Linked DNA regions of Mus musculus: all the other regions are linked to region 3. The links are chromatin contacts, called in public HiChIP or PLAC-seq and promoter capture Hi-C maps. All regions are on one chromosome and are shown on one strand. The core of a region is the stretch at or near the end of the contact, and the rest is flanking DNA. Distances in the headings are between cores, read along the strand shown.

Region 1 (3,222 bases), core at 576-3,075, 420 kb before region 3:
GCAGCTCCTCCTCAGGGCCCTCTCCACTCTGTTTCAAGCCTGCAACATTCTCCCTCAGACAGCTACACGGTCTCCTTCTTCAGGTCTTTGCTAAAATGCCACACTCATGGTGGCTTTCCGTGGGCACCCTATGCACCATTCAGCTCCCTACCCCATTTTTGTTTTGTTTTGTTTTTTTAAGTTAAATTGTCTTCAGAACATTTAACACCCTCTGACCGGCAACTTACTTTTTCTTTCTATGGATTTTTTTGTGGTAATTTTTAAAAATTAATTTTATCAAAATCCGGTTTTGTCTTGGTTTCTGAGTCTTTACTGCCCCACTTCCCTACTGTCTGCTTTTTATTTATTTGTTTGTTTGTTTGTTTTTGTCAGCTTGACACAGCTAGGGTCATCTGGGAAGAGGAACCTCAGTTAGGAAACTGTCCCCATGAGGCTCCACTGCAGGCCAGTCTTCTTGATTAATGACCGACATGGGAGGGCCCAGTGCATTGTGGGAGGTGCCACCCTTGCACATGTGCTCCAGGGTTGTACAAGAAGGCCGGCTGAGCAAGCCATGAGGAACAAGCCAGTAAGCGGTATTTCTCAGTGGTGTTTGCTTCAATTCCTGTCTCCAGGTTCCTGTCCTGAGACTTGACTCCTCGCTACCCACCCCCACCCCAGGGATGGACGGTAACTCATAAGCTAAAACAAACCCTTTCCTCCCCAAGTTGCTTTTGGTTGTTATCTTTCTCACAGCCACTGAAAGCAGACTAAGACACTTGGTCGGCTGAAGTTTGACTGTGTCAGCTTACAGGCCATCACTTCTAACATGAATGTTGGGAGCTGTTTTCCCCATTCTCTGCTTCCCCACAGCTGCAGCAGTAGCGTGTACTATGTAATTATTCATAAACTATTTTGTGAGGGCTGGGGAGACAGCTCATCAGGTAAAGTGGGTGCCATGAAACATGAAGAGGGGGTTCAGAGCCTCAGTGTATAAGGTAGAGATGGATGAGAAACACCTATGAAAGCTTTGGGCCTTCACACACTAGTTCACACGTGTATATGTGTTCCTACACACATACAAACATACCACATAACACACTTATGTAAACCATGTACATATACATCTTGTAAATGAAGAAAAGACCCAGCCTCATTGTATGTGTGTGTGAGTTTGTGTGGGAGTGGAGGTGGGTATCCTCAGTGGTCAGAAGGTTTTGGAGTTCCCTGGAGCTGGCGTTTCAGTGATTGTGGGTGCTGAGAACCGAACACTGGTTCTCTGAAGCACAGCAGTGGTTGTTAACCAGCACAGCAACGAATGTTTCAAGTCGCATCTTCAAGACTCAGGGACACTCGCCTTTGAGAAGCCACATCCGTGCTCTCCAGTTCCCCTGGTGCTTTTAAGCCTAGTGCTTCAGCCTATATTAAAATGTCTTTATTAAACCCCATCTCTGCTTCATAAAATTTTTTAAAAAGACTTCCTTGGCTATTGTAATACAGGTGACCTTATGCAAGTGTTTCATAGTTTTAAACTCATTTAAATTGTGGCTTGTTCAATCATAGCGTAGATTTGAAACATAGCTATTGTCAATGAACCTGCTCTCCACATAGACCGGGCCTAGCAGTGGGCGGTAAAAACAGGACTCAAATCCTTTAAAGTAAGGTTTGATCATAGAGTTGAACCTTGCTAATTCCTAGAGGGCACTTCCGGAATCTTGGCGGGAGAGCGAGGCTCTTTGGTTTGCTTTCCGGAAAACCTCTCCAGCCTCTCTCCAGAGCGTGGGACCGGAGCATCCCGCCCCCTCCCGTGAGTGCGGCTTTCCGATTGGTGAGAAACACAGGGGGCGAGGCTCCGGCCATGTCGGCGCAGGCGCACTGGCTTTGCGTGACTGAAGAGCGCCCGACTCAGGTATTGAGTTGCTGCTGGTGAGCATCGGTGGCCGCTGGACTTGGAGGGTGGCTAGGAAGGGCCCAGCGAATCTAGGGACAGTTTCTGGGCACGCGCACCCACGATCTGGTGTCTGCTGTCTCGCGTGCATCCTCTCAGTCGCCACAGGCTATTGGATAGTCGTGTGCTCGGTTGCAGTTCACCTTTCCCCATCTCCACCCCCGCTGTTTGAGAGCAACACTTCCGCCCTAGTTATCCTTGCGTGGCCCTTACTTAGAGGCACAGAGTTCCTAAAAGGGCCCATTTTGGACCGGTCCCGGGGATGACCTGGTGGCTCAGCCGCCTTAGGGTTCTAAAGAGGAATGAAGTGACCGCAGTACGCTCACTCCTCGTAAAGGCCAAGATAGAGCAGGGGTTGGAAGTTTCATCGCTGTTGTATGCTGCGCTGACGTTGGTGGTATTTGGAGGCAAATTCCCGCAATCCAGAATGGCCATGGGCCTTTTGATGTCACCTGACACAAATCAGAGCCTATGACCCTATGATCCATCTCAGAGCCTATGAATTGGGCATCATAATACACAAACCTTTAGGGCACTAGGCATTGCAAGCACACTGTGTGCAGTTTTCCTGACTGGATCGTGTGTGTGTTCATGTACTGTGTACCTGAAATAGGGCGAAGGCAGGGAAAAGGCCTCTTACAGGTGAGATCTGCGGTACACTCGAAAGGCAGCAAGAAACTGTCATTACCAATGCCTGTGTTAAGTTGAAAGTGTAAGGAATGCAAGGAGGCCAGTAGAGACTGTTTTAACAGTCACGGATGATGGTATCTTGAACTGAGGTGCAGGCTGGTCAGGTGGAGCAGGCTGGGCCAGAGGACTAAAAACTGTGACAGTACTGTGGAGCAGAGTAGATGAGGGCAGGTTTCTGGTTTGGCCAGAGGGTGCTTTGCAGGGTGATACTCAGATCTGCAGGGGCACCATTGTCTGAAGAGATTCTGCCTCACTAAGTTTCAAATAGCGTGTACTATGTTCTCCAAAGATGGGAGAATATATAGGTCAGAAATTCAACAGTTTGGACAGTGAAGATGCAAACTGACCAGGAATGTGTGGTGGGTGAGAGGAGCAGTTAAAACAATATTGACTTTTTTGTTGCGGCAGATTTTCATTTCCTCCGATGTCCTGGAACTCAGATGTGCAAACCTAGCTGATTCTCTTACCTCTGGCTCCCAAGTGCTGGGATTACAAATATGCCTCAGCGCCTAGCAATACTGACTTAGTAGGGATCGAGACAAGGAATTGAAGAAAAAACAAACAAACAAAAACCAAAAAAAGCCTGCTCTTCGCTGTTGCCTGTG
Region 2 (3,063 bases), core at 154-2,653, 450 kb before region 3:
CGCGGTTGGAGCATGCGCGGGCGTATTGGGGGCGGGACACAGACCACGTGAAAGGAAGCAGGCTCACCAGTTCCACCGAATGATGTCTGGAGTATGGGGCCTCTGTGAAGGTGCTGAATTTCTTCTGGTTGGGATAGACAGCGGAGACATCAAACCTAAGAGAGGTATAAGTGAGGGCCCATCTGGTCCTGACTGGGGCAGCCCTGGTGGACAGGCAGTTGGTTTCCCAGGACAGGCGACTTTGGAGCTGACCCTTGAATGTCACTTTGGATCTGCTTCATCATTTTGAGAGTTCCTGAGATGCTCTGCCACCCACCCTATGCTCTGCCTCTCCCTACAGCTTCATTCTTCTTCAGAGTTCTTACCATTATCCTTCCCAGCTCAAGTAGATAGATAGATGTTATACTACAGGGTGGATACTTCATATCATCTTTCATATACGTTTAATTATCCAGACCACCTCATGATCACAGATTCTAGAACCGTGTGTGGCACATAGTAGGTCATTTATATGCAACTATATTACATAATAGAACATAAAAAGAAATATGACAGTTGAGCATAATGGTGCACACCTTTAATCCCAGCACTTGGGCGGCAGAGACAGGTGGATCTCTATGACTTTGAAGTCAGCCTGGTCTATAGAGTGAGTTCCAAGACACCCAGGGTTATGTAGAGAGACTGTCTCAAAAAGAAAGAGAGAGAGAGAGAGAGAGAGAGAGAGAGAGAGAGAGAGAGAGAGAGAGAGAGAGAGAGAGGAAAGGAAAAGAAAAGAAAAGAAAAGAAAAGAAAAGAAAAGAAAAGAAAAGAAAAGAAAAAGAAAAAAGAAATAAGACACCTGGGTTGCAAACAAAACTTTTTAGCTAAATTTCATGGGATGGGCAGACCATGTGGCCTCTATGAATATTTTACATTAGGTGGTTTGGAAATAGTTTGCAAGAACTTGCTACAAAAATGGAACAGAAAACAAACAAACTTAGAGGCTTTAATCCCAGCACAGAGAGGGCAATGATAGGCAGATCTCTGTGAGTTCTGTCCAAGCAGGGCTACATAGGAAGAGAGGAGGAGAAAAGAGGAGGAGGAGGAGGAGGAGGAGGAGGAGGAGGAGGAGGAGGAGGAGGAGGAGGAGAAAGTGAGTGGGGGAGGGGCGAGCCAGCCCTCTTCCCTTCCTTCCCGGGCTCCAGCCTTCTGGGTTAGCCTTCCTCCCGGAGGCGGAGGCAGAGGCGCTGGTGGGGCCACAGGAACTCCCTTGGATCCTGGGTGCTAGGCCAGGAAGCAGTTGGGCCCCACCTGTGGCTCTGCACCCCAAAGGGCGCCCCTTTGAACCACTTGGGGATGGTGGACATGATGTTGCGCGGGGGGGCGCCGTGGGTGCGAGGTCTCATTGAGCCTAGACTCCAGCCTGCCCCCACCCCGGCACAACACCCCCTTGACACCGCGCGCTGCCACGGCAACCCGCAACCGGGGCGTTATGATTCAGCAAGTACAGACCTGCTTCGTGACACGTGGGAGCTCTCCAGCGTGCTGGCTGCCCCCTGACGTTATCATTCACTTTATATTCCCAATGCTGCCTTGCCTGAGACCCTTCCTGGGCTCCTTCAGACCTTAGGATCCCCCTGGGGTTTAATGAGAGAGCTCTTGTCACTTGCTGAGAATCTGTTTATTTCTGCTTATACTGGGGAGAGCCCAGGCTCAGAAATTGCCTTCATGTTCACCTTGTAAGGGAAACGGAGGGGAGAGCAGACTTGGGAATTCTGGTCCTTCTCTGCTGGATGGAACTCTGGCGGGGGAGGGGAGCGATGGGGAGAGGGGCGTGGCAGGGCAGGGTGGGGCGGGGAAGCCAAGGAAGATGGCACGTGGAGGACAAGTAGAGAGATAGGTGAAGGTACTTAGAGACATCAGAAGGGATGCAGTGGCATCAGAACCTCAGATATCCACTCTGAGCAGACACTAAAGGACGACTGGCCCCCAAATGTGGTCCCTGTCCTCTGACAACCACTTCCACAGCTTGGCCAGGCTAGCAGGTGGGGAATGGGGTGGGGCCCAGCCTGTGGACAGGCACTTCAGGGAAGAATCCCAAAGGAGGAATCACTTGCTAGGTGAAGAAAGAGGGGAGGGTGTGCCCCCAACCTGGTGTGACCAGCTCTCCCTCCTCCTCCCTTCCCCTACTGATAGCATCCTCTGGCTGTGCTAATGTCTCCTTCATTACCCCAGAGCCCTGCAAGGGCTTTCAGCAGAGATGGAACAGATGTCTGTCTACACCCCACTCCTGTGACAAGATAACTGGAGGTCGATGGAAGATACCTTCAGTCCTGCATCCAACCAGTGGCAAAGCACACCAGAGGCACAGCAGCCTCCTACAGCAGACCCACACCACAGTTGGTATTTAAATGGAAAGCTGGACTAATGGCTCCAGGCCTGGCAGTCACAGAGTCACAGCTGATAGAGCGACCACAGTATACCACTGAGCGGGGGGGGGGGGGGTGTGTGTGTCAGAGACATCAGCTGTAGTGTCCCTTTTTTTTTTTTTTTTTTTTACTTTTTTTTTTTTTTTAAAGATGTCTATAAATATACCAGAAGAGGGTGGGCGTCTGAATTTCATTACGGGTGGTTGTGAGCCACCATGTGGTTGCTGGATTTGAACTCAGGACCTTTGGAAGAGCAGTCAATGCTCTTATCCTCTGAGCCATCTCACCAGCCCATGGCGTCCCTTTCTAAGTCTCCTCATGCTTACCTGGGAAATGAAGCAACATTCTATCTCCCAGGCTCCTGAGAGGATTAAAACATCTACAGGAGGCAATTCCTGGCCCTGGGAAAGGGCCTCTCAGAGGCCCACAGAGAGAGACTGTCTTGTTCATTCCTGACACAGTACCTGACATATAGCAAACACACAGCAAATGTTTGTTGGGTGATAAATAAGTGAATAAATGTAGTACGATTTATCAGGAACCCATAAATTTGAAGCTTGGTCCTGCTGGTGACGCCAGGTGACCCTGGACATGGTATGCTCATGAGGCCTCCATTCCCCCACCTGGGACAGGGCATGTGACTAGAGTTTCCTTG
Region 3 (3,210 bases), core at 462-2,961:
TAGAGCTGCCATTTACTGAATGTCACCTCCTGTGCCATGAACTTACCTACAAGTTAGATGGGATTCTGACATGAAGGGGGAAACTTGGACAGACTGAGTTTGCTTCAAGTTGCCTATCTTTAAGGTAATACAGGTAAGAGGAGAACCTGAGACTGTCTACCATAAAGTCCACAGTCTCTCTATAACCCCAGTCTGCTTCTCAGGGCCATATCTCACAAGGGTTTATTGGGATTTTATAAGACCTCTCTGTACATTGAGAAAGTGTAGGATAGAAAATACATTTTCAGACTGGTTCAATGAATGCAATCTTAACTTCTGATCTTTTTTCCTAAAGCACGGTTTCTCTGTGTAGCCCTGGCTATCCTGGAACTCACTCAGTAGACCAGGCTGACTTGAACTCACAGAGATCTTCCTGCTTCTGCCTCCTGAGGGCTGGGATTAAAGGCATGCACCACCATCTCCAGGTGCAATCCTAACTTCTGAAACACATCCATCCACTAGGCATTCGTTGTCAGGGTAATGCAAAGGGGTCGTGTCTGTGAGATCCTTCACAGCACCTCCTGAGTTCACAGAAAATGGTTAATGGCCAAAAATATCAGCTTGCAGGCATAGAAGTGGGCCTTTTAGGAGGCTGGCCTATGGCTATCGATTTTTCCAAACTTATGACTGATTCTCTTAATTTGGCTCCAAACCTTGTTGGGTCTCTGTATTTCCTAGTTATCCTTTGGAATCTCTGCTCCCACAGACTTCAGTTGTTTTTGGTTTTAGGATCTTCCCTATCCTCATCCTGATCCTGAGAGGGTTCAACTCTGGAAAACAGTTCCTGACACTCCTCTTAAGAAACAGAATGACTTTGAGACATTGATGTATCTCCCCCGCCTCCCCACAGGGTTTCTCTGTGTAGCCCTGACTGTCTTCGAACTCATTCACTCTGTAGATTAGGCTGGCCTCCAACTCAGGAAAAGGCTCAAGACATTCTGACCTGTTATTAAGTGGGTAGACTTTTGGGTGCAAATCCTTTCTTTGAAAACATATCCCAGGCCTATTTTAACAAAAGACACCCCCAGAAAAGGAGCGTTGTAGACCTGCTTTATTATCACCTCTCCACGCATGGAGACAAATCCCCTCCTCTCTGCACACATTCTCCATTGCTCCCTTTCACAAACACCTTGATCTGACAACTCTTGGAAGCCGGGTGTTACTCTATTCTACTTCCAGAGGAAGAAACTTCCCCAGGCTCGGGGTCACTGCTGAGCCTGGGACAGCGTCTCCTCCCGTTTGTCCTGAGACCTCACCCTCCAGGAGTCGGCAACGCTGGTGGAAGATGTAGCAGGGTTCTTCCTTGTACAGAGTCTGTTCGTGGATCGGGGCGGCACGGTGGAAGCGTGGGTCATTCCAGCCGCGCTCCCACGGCGGGAAGATCGGCCTCGCCAGCCACGGGACGAAGTGCTTCTTGCCCTCGTAGGTAATGGGCTCCAGACCGGGGATCTCGTACACCCTGTCCAGGGGGCGAGGCTCGGGCTTCCGCGTGGAGCGCACGCCCCACTCATACGCCCCACGTTTCGGAGTCCCGTAACCTCCGAGGCCGAGCCTTCCAGAGCCAGCGAGTGCCCGCAGAGCGGGCCCGGACGCCAAGGCCATACCGACTCCGTTTCTACAAAACCTCTACCTGGACGCCGCCATCTTTGCCCGTGCAGGGACTGCTGGGAGCCAAAGGGGCGGAGCGCAATGACGGGTTTTTGCGAATGACAGACACTTCACCCAATCACAATTAGAATATGCTTGCTTTGTCCCCGCCCCTCAGGCAGTTCCCATCCTTATTGGTGGAACCTGGAAGGTGCTCTTTGCTTGGGGTTTCTGAAGTGCCACACGTGAAGAAACTTGCTGGTAGGTAGGTGAGCGCGGTGGTGGAGCTCGCGGCCGGCGCGGAGGAGCGTAGGGACCTCAGATCTGTACTTTGCACGCCTTTGACCCTTAGGCATTTAGAACGTGAGAGGGCCCGGTCTCCTCGCTGTAAAATTAGGAGTTAAAATGCCTTAGCGGGTCCGACGCCTCATGAGTTCTGGAACTGCCATCCTTTCCGCCCTTCTCAGCGTTGCCCACACTTTCCTGGCTGCGGCTTCCCAGAGCCTGCGAGTGGCCCGGGTACCTCTTTCTATGCCAGCTTGGCGGCCGACTGCTGGCACTGCGGCTCGCCCGGCGCCGAACGCGAGTTACTTTTGCTCTGCTGCTGCTAAGTTTTCCGATTCCCGGAGGCGGGTCCAGTGCACTGGCTTCTGGCAGGCTCGCTGCGGGGGTCAGAGTGAGGACTGTGCTAAGTAAGCATCGGGTGGGCATAGGTTGAGGGACCACCGAGTGAGTACATGAGTGCACGACGTGAACGGTGGCAACACACACATGCTTCCTGTCCCTTAGGTCTTTTCTCTTGTTTGACCACTGTCAGAGTTGCATTGTTTAGTGACCGGCCCGTGAACTCTCCCTGGCTTCTAGAGCAGTTGCGTGACACACACTTTAGGTTAACAAATGAATACATAGTAGAACAAATAAGGTGCTTGGTAATGACAAGGGGAACACTTGAGAAGGTCTCTGAGAGGAGATGACCTTTCAGCCAAGGCCTGAAGAGTAGGGATAAGCATCCAGGGCGAGGCTGCAACAGGGATTGTGCCTCCCAGATGGGAAGGAACTTCATCTTTAAAATTGTGCATGAAGTGGCCACCTTGTCTACCAGTTTCCAAAACGACTGAGACAATAGGACTATTTAACCCCCATGAATGCAAAAGAGGCAGAGGACAATATGACTAACACTCAGACTACCCAGCAGTTTACAGTTAAAGCATTTTCATTTGTCTTAGTACATCTCCTTCCCAAATGCTAAGAGTAATTGCCATAAAGAGAGGCACCATTCACTCAGTTATCTGATGCACAGTACAGATGGAGTGACTGGATGAGTATAACACCGTGCTAGGTCTTAACAAGGACAGGGACCGTGTCCTGTGCCTTCTGCCTTACAACACCAAATCCTGTACCCAGCTCCCGGACTATAGAGGGAACGAACACTCACCAGGCCATGGGAGCTTCCTGTATGCCAGGTGTTTGGCAGAATACAGAAAGAGTGAGACACCAACTTCATTCTCACTGGTGGCCCAGCCTCAGAAACACACCAAAGTCAAAGAGCTCCTGCACAGTAGGAGAGGCCTTCTGAATCCAAAT
Region 4 (2,803 bases), core at 21-2,520, 320 kb before region 3:
AGCCTCTTTTGATAGGTCCCCCAGATACACAGGGAACTTCAACTCTGACTGCCCTATCACAGCAAACCATAAGGTCACTGTACACCTCCCTGCTGACTAGGTGGCCCCAAGGGGACAGGAATTGACTCTAATACCTACACCTGAATCCACTTTATAACAGTGCTGGGAGGGTGGGGTGTCACAGAAACGTGGTAGACATAAGCCTTGGACTATGTCCTTTGTGTAGGTCCTTAGCAATGCTGGCCGAGTCAGCACCTGGGCAAGGCTGCAAGGAAAACTGCATGCCAGGGGAACTGCAGCATACCTGCCCCCAGCTCTGCTCTACCTTTCCAATTAACTCTGACTCCCCTGCTGAGCCTTCTATGCCCTCAAAGCCACATAAAGCCCTCCCAGACGAAAAGGGAGACACATTAAACAAACAATGGCAGAATTTTAGATCAGAGCTGGGCTTTCTGTAGTGTGTCCAGAGCTTTTCCCAAGCCCCAATAGCAGTTTGCTCTCTGACCACACTCAAGCTCCAGACGAGCTCCTTTCAGACTGCAAAGTCTGGGGGGTCATGGGGGTTCGGGTCTGGAAGGGCCCAGCCGAACAGCGTAGAGTTCAGTTTATCCATAGGTGGAAGTATAGAGGGGACATCACGTCTTACCTTAGTCATCTGGTCCCCCTCACGCCACAGACAGAAGCCTGAACAGAGAGTCTCCCCACGTTGGTATTCCGGTGTCTCATGGTGCGTGGGCAGCGTGACCGACCTCAGGGCAATGACATAGGGGTCCCTGGAAGAGAGGCAGAGTTAGAAGGGATCAGAGATCATCCAGAGGAGGATGCCTTGCTGGGGGTCAGCTGTAGGAAGGGGACATCTGTGTTAGCAGCATCAGGTTCAGGCTCCCTGTGAACCCATGGACTGTGTACCTTGGGGTTTTCATTCTTCTGGCCTTTGTCTCCAGAAAAAAAGATGCAGTCTACCCTGGCTGCGCCCATGTCTCAGGTAACAGCCACAAGCTTCCAGAGGGCAGAGACCAAGGGATACCCATGGGAAAGGCACTCGTGTCTGTGGCAACAAATGCCACAGTCGCCCTTGCTTTCAGGAGCAGTTTGTGACCTTGCAGTCATGATGAACTCCCAATGGCGCCTAGAAACAGCTGGTGGGTTCTGAGTCCAGCCACCAGTGGGCAGCAGAGCTCTGGCCTCCATGTTGCTGCTCCTCCCAGGAGAGGGAGAGAGGAGGTCTCCCTACCTCAACTGCACCCCTCAGAGAGCAGGCACTCACCCATTGTCACAAGGCTTCCGCCTAGAGGCCAGGATCACAAAGTCCTGGGGCTTGGTGTTCCCGCTCAGGGCGGGGCTGATGACGTGGTAGATGGCGTCATCCTCATCCACTTGCTGCACCAGCTCCACACTCCTGTGGGGAGGCTGAAGTCAGGGCTCAGAGCCACAGCAGCTCTCTATGGGGAGCAGCTCTGCCAGGCTCCCGCAGCCTGCAGCCTCTGAGCGGAGCCGGGGAAGGATGGGGACCCTCCAGCATATGTGTATGCATGAATGTGTATGCATGTGCTTGTCTGTACACACAACATTCACACACACACACAGTGCACCAGAGCAGATACACAGGCACATGCACATATAAGCATATACAGAGACACTCATCTAGGTACACACACACACACACAAAGCACACTGACATATACTCAAGCCAATACAAGTATGCAAACTGATAGTATTAACTGTCAACTTGACAGAATGCAGAATCATCTGGGAAATGGGTCTCTGGGTATGCCTGTAGGAGATTATCTTGTTAATTGGCAGAGGGAGGCCCACCTGAACTGTGGCCAGCACCATCACCTGACAGGGAAAGTGGAGGCTGTGAGCTGGGCACTAGCATGCATTCACACCCCTCTGTTATGTTACTGTGGATGCAGTATGAACAAGTGCTTCAAGCTTCTGCTGCCTTGACCTCCCCACTGCAGTGGACAGTACTTGGAACTGTGAGCCCGAGTGAACCTGTTCTCCCTTCAGTTGCTTTTGTCAGGGTATTTTACGACAGCAATGGAGAAAGACATATGTGAGCGTATGTACACAGACAGCTCTGAACTCACAGATCTGCAGGTGCACACACACCCCAAGTAGCTGTTCAAGGATTCAGTAGTTGTCCATACTGTCTAATGAGTTCCCAGTGTGTTTCAGGTGCTATCCTGGGATCTCACTTAAGACTCCTGTGGGCAGTCTTAGCATCCTCACTAAATAGAGGAGCTAAGGCTGGGGGTTAACCCACTCTGGGCTACAGAGTTCATGAGGAAACAGGGCTGGGGTGTTCAGCCTGATGGGTAACAGAGACAACACAAGACCAGGCATACTCACACATCTGTTCAGGTATACAGGCATCAACTGACATTGGTACCCACAGACACAAGGGCAGTCACATGAGGACATGGCCACACCTCCCCCTATCCTTCTGCTGCACAAAGGCTGGCTAGGGAACAGGCTGGCTGTGCAGGCCTAGGGGAGTGTGCTGGGGTCTCTAGCCTATGTCACTCACCCTCAGTGAACTTTGGTTTGGTCCACAGCAGCCCATCTTTCCCAGCTCCTCTGCCCAGCCACCACCGATCACCTCTCAGTTCTAGAATACCCTGCTAGCAGGTCCGGGTTACCCATGCACAGCATTTTAGAGCAACACAGTTTATTCTTTTCTTTCTTGCCACTTGCTTGATCTCTTGCTCTATGTGTGTGTGGTTGTGTGTGCATGTGTGCGCACATGCACAAGTATGAGTGTTTGAATGCAGGTATTCACCTATTGGTGCACTGTTGA
Region 5 (2,800 bases), core at 16-2,515, 270 kb before region 3:
TGCAAGGGAGGCCAAGGTCACTGGTGGTCACTGGTGGAAGGTACAGAATATATGGCAGCTAGAGAGAGCCAAGGTGGAACACTAAGACAGAAAAAGCCAATCCCTACAGTGCTGCTGAGAACACAGAGGGAGGATGGTGGGGTGTGGAGAGAGCTGGGCAAGCCTGCCAGGTAAGACTGAACAGGTGGGCACACACCACAGCTAGCTTTTCAGAGATAACCACTAGTGGGGTAGCAGATGGAAGGAGCTGGGTGAGATCCTAAAAGTACAAAGAGCCCGGGCTGGGCAAGGATGCCACTTGAGGGAAAGGACGGGTGAGATGTGTATTTAGCCAGGGCACTTTTTAAAAGGCCTTTTCTGTACCGACCTCAGTTGGCAGATACTCTTGCCCAGCACTGGCGGTACAGCCTGTCCCAAGCCCTTCTCCAGGCACCAGGCCAAAGGCCCCCCAATGAGCCACTATGCACTTGGGTGTTTCTGGGACCTCAGCACCTATCTCAACTCCAAAGTCCCAGTTAGGAGGTTCCAGGAAAAAAAATACTCTCGAAGGTCATTGCATAGGACATTTTCCACATGGCCTTTCCCTCACAGGCTGTGTTCTTACTCTCCTGTTCTCGCCTTGTACACACACCCTCACGTCGTAAATTCTGTCAGGCCATAGCCTTGGAGTCCTGAGCGGGAGAAGTGATGAGGCCCAGAGCTCAGATGGCAGGCAGCGGGATTGTGCACAGGACCCAGGGAGACACACACACACACACACCAGCAGCAGCTGGATTGTAACATGACACACACACAGCAGCAGCAGCAGTATTATGCACAAAACACACACATACACACTCAACCAAACAGAATGCCAGAACTTGCTACAGAAGATTCCATTCCACCTAACCACAAACTGCCAGCCTGAGGGAGCCTACTGTCCCCGGGTCTCTTTGGGGAGAGTACTAGTTATAACTTAAGAAGTCCGTGGGTTCTGCAATATCTCCTTCTAAAGAAGACTACAGACAGATCCCGACTAAAGATGCAGATCCTGACTTTAGAGGAAAGCATCTACTTTCTGGGCCCCCACACCAGGAGACCCATTTGTCTCCCAGGCCACCCTAACCCACAGTCCATACCCTTCGCAAGTGGTTGCCCACATTCTGAATCATTGCTGCTCCGTTTGCTGGGTTGCCAGGCTGTGGGGGGGTCTGTAGGCTCCTAAAGGGCCGCTGGTCACCTGAGCCCTGGGACTGCCAGCAAGTCCAAAAGCAGCCGGCTTCTCCTGGCTCCTCCTCCCAAGGTCCCCGCCCTCCGGAGCCAGCTGTTAATATCTCCGCCCCTTGTCCTGGCCTCTCCTCGATCCGCCCTCTGTGCGCCCCCCCTCCAACCCCAGCACAGAAAGCTCCCTAGCACCTGCCAACTGGGCCACAACCACGTGGGGCCTGTTGCCCACCTACTGGCACCACCGGACTCTATGTCTCTAGACTCAGGCAAATGCCAGCCCCCACTCCAGCCCCCTACCCCTGTCCTTGCCTAACAGAATAGAAGTCCCAGAGCTCCCATTCTCTTGCCAGGGAGTCCATCCGTCCACAAGAGGGCAGGCTGGAGTGTAGCAGGATGCCAGGGAGCTGCCAAGGCCTCCTAGAGAGACACCAGACCCACCTGCCAGAGTTTTACCTTCCGGAGTGCTACCCGACTGGCTCCTGGGCCCAGGTTGTTAGCATCCAGCAACTGCCGAACAGGGTTTATACACCGGGCCCTGACAGCCACTTCCTTATAAGCAGGTAATTCTTGTAAATGAGGCGCCTGCCAAAGTACACCCAGTATGCCACGTGGTACTCAGCACCCATGGCCATCAACGAGTGAAAGTTCTCCAGGACTTTCCCTGTCCTCTGTCACTTCTGCAAGAGGTTCGAGGCAGACGACTAGAGACACACTCTGGTCAGGACTAAAAAAGCCAAAGGGAACTGGTGACCAAATGGCTGAGGACAAGTCGCGGAGCACCAGACCCCTGCTGTGACTCAGGCTTCCTGCTGATCCTCTTTCTACATCGCAGGGATGATCCCTGGGGCTGGAAAGGGATGTATCCAAGGCGCCATGGCCACTATGTAGCAGATGGGGACAGATCAGCAGACATGTCCTCTGCCTCCTGCTTCTGCTTTCATTCTCTACACAGTTACTAACAAGTCCTCTGCCAAAGGCCCCGAGTTCACTACCATGCCTGGGACTCTGGGCAAGTCCTCTCTTCTCTCAGAGCCTTGACTCTAGGAATCAAGGACTCGCACGTCTTTCCTTGTGAGTTCTCATCAACGATCTGCACTTCTGTATCTGCAGATGAGAAACTGAAGTTATACCCAAAAGACAGCAAGATAAACACCATTGTGCTAACTCTCGACTCCCAACACTCAGGAACCTAAGGTAGAAGGATGGCCATGAGTTCAAGGCCAGCCTAGGCTACATGTTGAGTTTCAGGCCAGCCTGATTTATAATACAATGTTAGACACTGTAAAAAAAAAAAAAAAGAGGGGTGGGGACAGAGAAATGGCTCAGTGGTTAAATGTTCTTGCTACTCTTCCAAAAGAGCCCAATTCGGTCCCAGTATCCATGTCAGATGGCTCAAAGCCAACTGTAACTGAAGCTCTAGGAAATCAGATGTCTCTGAGCTCTACCACATCTGCATTCATGTGCACATACATACCCAGATGCAGACACACACACCTATACCTAACTAAAAACAAAAAAGTAAGTATTTTCTGAATGGGGGTAGAGGTTGGAGAGATAGCCCAGTTAGTAAAATGCTTGTTGTCGCAATCATGAA
Region 6 (3,043 bases), core at 10-2,509, 480 kb before region 3:
GTACAGCCTGGACGCTAGTCTTTTGTCATTTATTCAGAGGACCAGTGTAGAGTCGGACAAGGACGCAGCCACCGCCACTGGTGCCATTCAGCTCCAATGTCCTGTCTGAACACAAGCACCCACAGATGAGGGCTAAAAACATGGGGGAAGCGGGTAGCAAATGGATTTCTGTCATTCCAGTGAAGAAATGCTGGCACCTCAGGAGGGATGGGCTCTGTCCTCAGGCACCAGGTACACTTGTCAGGTCTGGCTGGTGTTCTGGCTTCATCAATCGGTTGTGACAAACCAGTTTTGACAAGCTCATTGTTCCTGTGTCGATGTCCTCATCCAAAAGCCGAAGGCACAACGACCCTTCCAGCAGAACACAGTGCCTTCCTCTGCACACTACCAGCCTTCCTGTCAGCCAGATGTGTCCACAGGGATTAAGTGGTTAGCTTTGCAGTCACTAGAGACCCAGATAAGCTTCTGTTAGGATTGAACCACATGGACTTGTATTTTTTAATAGTTGGCTCACCCCAGGACTTTGATGCCCAGAGCCGGGAGAATCAAGTTTTAACTTGGTACACTTTGCACAGGTGTGTATGTGATGGGAATTTTACTAGAACCTGTGATTTTCATTCCGAAACTGGCTTCAAGCAACCTTTTGGGAAGTCCCTTCTCTGATTTCATAAGTTGTATCTTAAATCTGTAATATCCCCTCTGCTGGCCAGCGTTCTTTCTGTAACAAAGTACCTGAGATGTTGATCAAGAGGAGAGCTTTATTTCAGCTCTAAGTTCTAGAGGTTCCAATCCATGATCCCTTGGTCCTGAGGTGAGACAGTGTATAGTAATGGGTGGGTGTGGCAGAGGAAATGGTCAGAAACCAGGGAGAAAAGAGAATAGAAAATGGAGTTGGTAGTCCTTCAGTACCATTTACAGGCATGTTCCCAGGGATCCAAAGACCTCCTACTGAGCCTTTCCCAACAGAACCAGCCCTTGACACCAGGCCTTTGGAGACATCCCAAGCCCAAACTACCATTAAAATAGCTTTCGCTCTTCAGTCCTAGACATAACCTTACATTGAGATGAGTCTTCACCACAGGGTGTCTCCAAATCTCAGTCTTGTAAGCAAGAAACGGAAGTGGGCATCTGCTGACTGGCCATGACCCACCCACCCACATAAAGTACGCAGTTTGTCAATCTCACATGCCAAGTGACCGGGTTAGGCACATTCCAGTGCCTGGCTACCACGTGACACAGACAAGTTGACACAGAACGTTAACTACCACAGCTGCAACATCCTGCTTTGCTCTGAGAGCCAGCTTAACCATCTCCTGACACGCTGTGCTTCCGGACACACCCCTGAATGCAAGGTCAGCGTGAAAAGTGGCCCCACATCCCAGACCCGGGACAGTCACCTCCCAGGGGTCTGCTCTGCACCCAACAACCCATCTACCCTCAGTTTGGTTAGATCCCCTTTCTCTGGCTGAGTCTGGGGGTGGGGTGTCTAGAGAGTGGATCAGCAGGGCCTGAGATACAGGTTACTGGAAGAGGAAGTCCCAGAAGCAGGCTGTATACAGCACCTGCAGAATGAAGGACCACGCCAGGGCCAGAGTAAGAGCCCGGCCAGCTTAGGTGTGGGCGGTTATTAAGTAGCTCACCATGATGAGAAAACCAAAGATCCAAACTCCAAATGAGGAATGAAAGGGGCTCTAGGCAGGGTGCATGCTGATGGTCCTGGCTACTCCGGATGCTGAAGAGAACAGTCATGATTTCATTTCTTTCACAACCACGACTTGGACCCACGTGAGAAAACAACTGGTAGAACCGGCTCTGAAAACATGTCTGAAATCGCTTTATTATGTAAGTTCTGTGGCTGAGTCTGTCAGGTCTCCTCATCCTCTTCTCCAGGGGACAACTGGCTCCCCCCACCACTGTCATTGATGTAAACAGTGAGGGGGAACGTCACAGGATGTTGTCACTCACCCCCGAGGACCCACCTCTAACCACACTGGTGGCCCACAATGCTAAAGTGGGGTACAGCGCTTCAATGGCTGAACACTGGAAGTCAGCAGTCTCCTCCCAGCACGAGGCTCTGTTGAGTGTCCAGAGCACCCTAGCATGGAGATGGGGTTTTCCTACAGGTCCCAGACTGCTACGTAACAAATGCTCCTCTCCCCGCCTCATTCTGGGACAACGGTGAGTTAGGTACCCACGCTCTAGCTTCACAGTGCAAGGGGTTCCAGGAAGTCACCCACGACCCCCTCTTCCATCCACCTGCTCTCTGGCTCCCAAATTCACGTCACCAGCTGACTGGAATGCTTAGGACAATGGATCTCTTGTAACAAAAGATACCTGGTCCCCCTGCTGTCCCAGTAGACACTGTGACTTTTGACCGCAGGGCTACAGCAAAGATGACCCTCCTGCCTTCTCCCCTCACCCAGGCATTCTCCAAGATCCCTGCTTCCTTTCCCATCTCAAGATTTCTCTTCTGGCCTTGGGCTCTCTGGTTGCATCAGGCTGTTCTTCCCGAGTGGCTTTAAGGAGTAGGATCTGAATTGTAGTCCACAGTTGGACGGCACTTGCCCTTCGTAATAGGTGTAATCCGTTTCCTGTAAAAAGGAGAAAGAAGAAAACAGGCACAATCCCTTGCAAGGAAGTGAGTTCCACATCCATGACCTCCAGACCTTTTACAACACAGAGTCCTTTCTAAGGGAGAGTTCTCTATTTTATACCCATTTATCATAGCCAGAATGTCTTATAATAGCTCCCAGGGAAAACCACAAGAAGGCTAGTGAGACTAGCCAGAATCGGTGAGGTCTAGCTTCAGCAAGAGACCCTGCCTCAAATGAATAAAGCAGAAAGTGATCCAGAGAGACAGCGTACATAAACTTGAGGCTTCTACACACATATAAACACATGTGCTGGGCATCCACACAAGTGTGCGCTCACACATACACACACTCACAACTACATTTTATACACATGAAAAACAAACACATAGAAAAAAGAAAAAGAAAACAACAGAGCAAGCTGGCATGCTCTTGGTTACTGCCTGTTCTCG

The links. Promoter capture Hi-C pulls out the DNA fragments that hold promoters and counts their contacts. HiChIP or PLAC-seq counts read pairs in DNA pulled down with a chosen protein or histone mark.
Region 1: a promoter capture Hi-C map of hematopoietic stem and progenitor cells shows a contact between it and region 3. The contact joins the promoter of Pars2 here to the promoter of Mrpl37 in region 3. A contact is called at or near these places in 22 of 39 promoter capture datasets (the 3T3-L1 cell line, 3T3-L1-derived adipocytes, the C10 cell line and 14 more), 4 of 484 Hi-C or Micro-C datasets (B cells, regulatory T cells and uterus), 7 of 115 datasets of contacts at active chromatin or transcription factors (astrocytes, cardiomyocytes, embryonic stem cells and 1 more) and 3 of 9 other capture datasets (adipose tissue, embryonic stem cells and liver).
Region 2: an H3K4me3 HiChIP or PLAC-seq map of forebrain shows a contact between it and region 3, with 5 times the contacts expected there. The contact joins the promoter of Lexm here to the promoter of Mrpl37 in region 3. A contact is called at or near these places in 23 of 39 promoter capture datasets (the 3T3-L1 cell line, 3T3-L1-derived adipocytes, the C10 cell line and 13 more), 1 of 15 datasets of contacts at CTCF or cohesin (the NIH/3T3 cell line), 6 of 484 Hi-C or Micro-C datasets (cerebellar granule neurons, cerebellum, cortical neurons and 2 more), 14 of 115 datasets of contacts at active chromatin or transcription factors (astrocytes, embryonic basal ganglia, embryonic forebrain and 7 more) and 4 of 9 other capture datasets (adipose tissue, embryonic stem cells, liver and 1 more).
Region 4: a contact with region 3 is called in a promoter capture Hi-C map of neural stem cells. The contact joins the enhancer-like site here to the promoter of Mrpl37 in region 3. A contact is called at or near these places in 22 of 39 promoter capture datasets (the 3T3-L1 cell line, 3T3-L1-derived adipocytes, the C10 cell line and 14 more), 1 of 15 datasets of contacts at CTCF or cohesin (the NIH/3T3 cell line), 3 of 484 Hi-C or Micro-C datasets (liver, nephron progenitors and neural stem cells), 20 of 115 datasets of contacts at active chromatin or transcription factors (astrocytes, bone marrow-derived macrophages, cardiomyocytes and 12 more) and 4 of 9 other capture datasets (adipose tissue, embryonic stem cells, liver and 1 more).
Region 5: an H3K4me3 HiChIP or PLAC-seq map of embryonic stem cells shows a contact between it and region 3, with 22 read pairs. The contact joins the promoter of Acot11 here to the promoter of Mrpl37 in region 3. A contact is called at or near these places in 9 of 39 promoter capture datasets (the HPC-7 cell line, cancer-associated fibroblasts, cranial neural crest and 5 more), 8 of 484 Hi-C or Micro-C datasets (B cells, CD4 T cells, the MNK3 cell line and 3 more), 24 of 115 datasets of contacts at active chromatin or transcription factors (the HL-1 cell line, the NIH/3T3 cell line, bone marrow-derived macrophages and 12 more) and 5 of 9 other capture datasets (adipose tissue, embryonic stem cells, liver and 2 more).
Region 6: a contact with region 3 is called in a promoter capture Hi-C map of embryonic stem cells. The contact joins the enhancer-like site here to the promoter of Mrpl37 in region 3. A contact is called at or near these places in 11 of 39 promoter capture datasets (the 3T3-L1 cell line, the C10 cell line, cranial neural crest and 5 more), 10 of 115 datasets of contacts at active chromatin or transcription factors (the SCID.adh cell line, astrocytes, bone marrow-derived macrophages and 7 more) and 3 of 9 other capture datasets (adipose tissue, liver and pancreatic islet).

Annotation. Positions count from the first base shown.
Region 1 is chr4:106,649,244-106,652,465 of GRCm38.p6, forward strand. It overlaps Pars2 (prolyl-tRNA synthetase (mitochondrial)(putative)), which reads left to right and starts at 1,826. Exons shown (of 2, transcript NM_172272.2): 1 at 1,826-1,888.
Region 2 is chr4:106,615,835-106,618,897 of GRCm38.p6, forward strand. Lexm (lymphocyte expansion molecule) reads right to left here and starts at 1,404. Exons shown (of 10, transcript NM_183182.3): 1 at 1,291-1,404; 2 at 68-155. The coding sequence starts at 1,385.
Region 3 is chr4:107,065,155-107,068,364 of GRCm38.p6, forward strand. It overlaps Mrpl37 (mitochondrial ribosomal protein L37), which reads right to left and starts at 1,712. Exons shown (of 7, transcript NM_025500.2): 1 at 1,296-1,712. The coding sequence starts at 1,641. It overlaps Cyb5rl (cytochrome b5 reductase-like), which reads left to right and starts at 1,840. Exons shown (of 7, transcript NM_001346552.2): 1 at 1,840-1,891.
Region 4 is chr4:106,748,616-106,751,418 of GRCm38.p6, forward strand. Acot11 (acyl-CoA thioesterase 11) reads right to left here. Exons shown (of 16, transcript NM_025590.4): 14 at 1,268-1,399; 15 at 647-773. Among named protein-coding and RNA genes, the nearest start is that of Fam151a, 16 kb to the left of the region's middle. Within about 2 kb of position 1,271, at least 92 of the 459 cell types and tissues checked have an H3K27ac peak or open chromatin away from gene starts, as enhancers often do. A contact at or near this core is called in astrocytes, differentiating embryonic stem cells, epiblast stem cells and 3 more, where this site is marked.
Region 5 is chr4:106,798,566-106,801,365 of GRCm38.p6, forward strand. Acot11 (acyl-CoA thioesterase 11) reads right to left here and starts at 1,266. Exons shown (of 16, transcript NM_025590.4): 1 at 1,119-1,266. The coding sequence starts at 1,151.
Region 6 is chr4:106,589,097-106,592,139 of GRCm38.p6, forward strand. It overlaps Dhcr24 (24-dehydrocholesterol reductase), which reads left to right. Exons shown (of 9, transcript NM_053272.2): 9 at 1-17. It overlaps Lexm (lymphocyte expansion molecule), which reads right to left. Exons shown (of 10, transcript NM_183182.3): 10 at 1,813-2,591. The coding sequence ends at 2,519. Among named protein-coding and RNA genes, the nearest start is that of Lexm, 27 kb to the right of the region's middle. Within about 2 kb of position 1,260, at least 42 of the 459 cell types and tissues checked have an H3K27ac peak or open chromatin away from gene starts, as enhancers often do. A contact at or near this core is called in embryonic stem cells and liver, where this site is marked.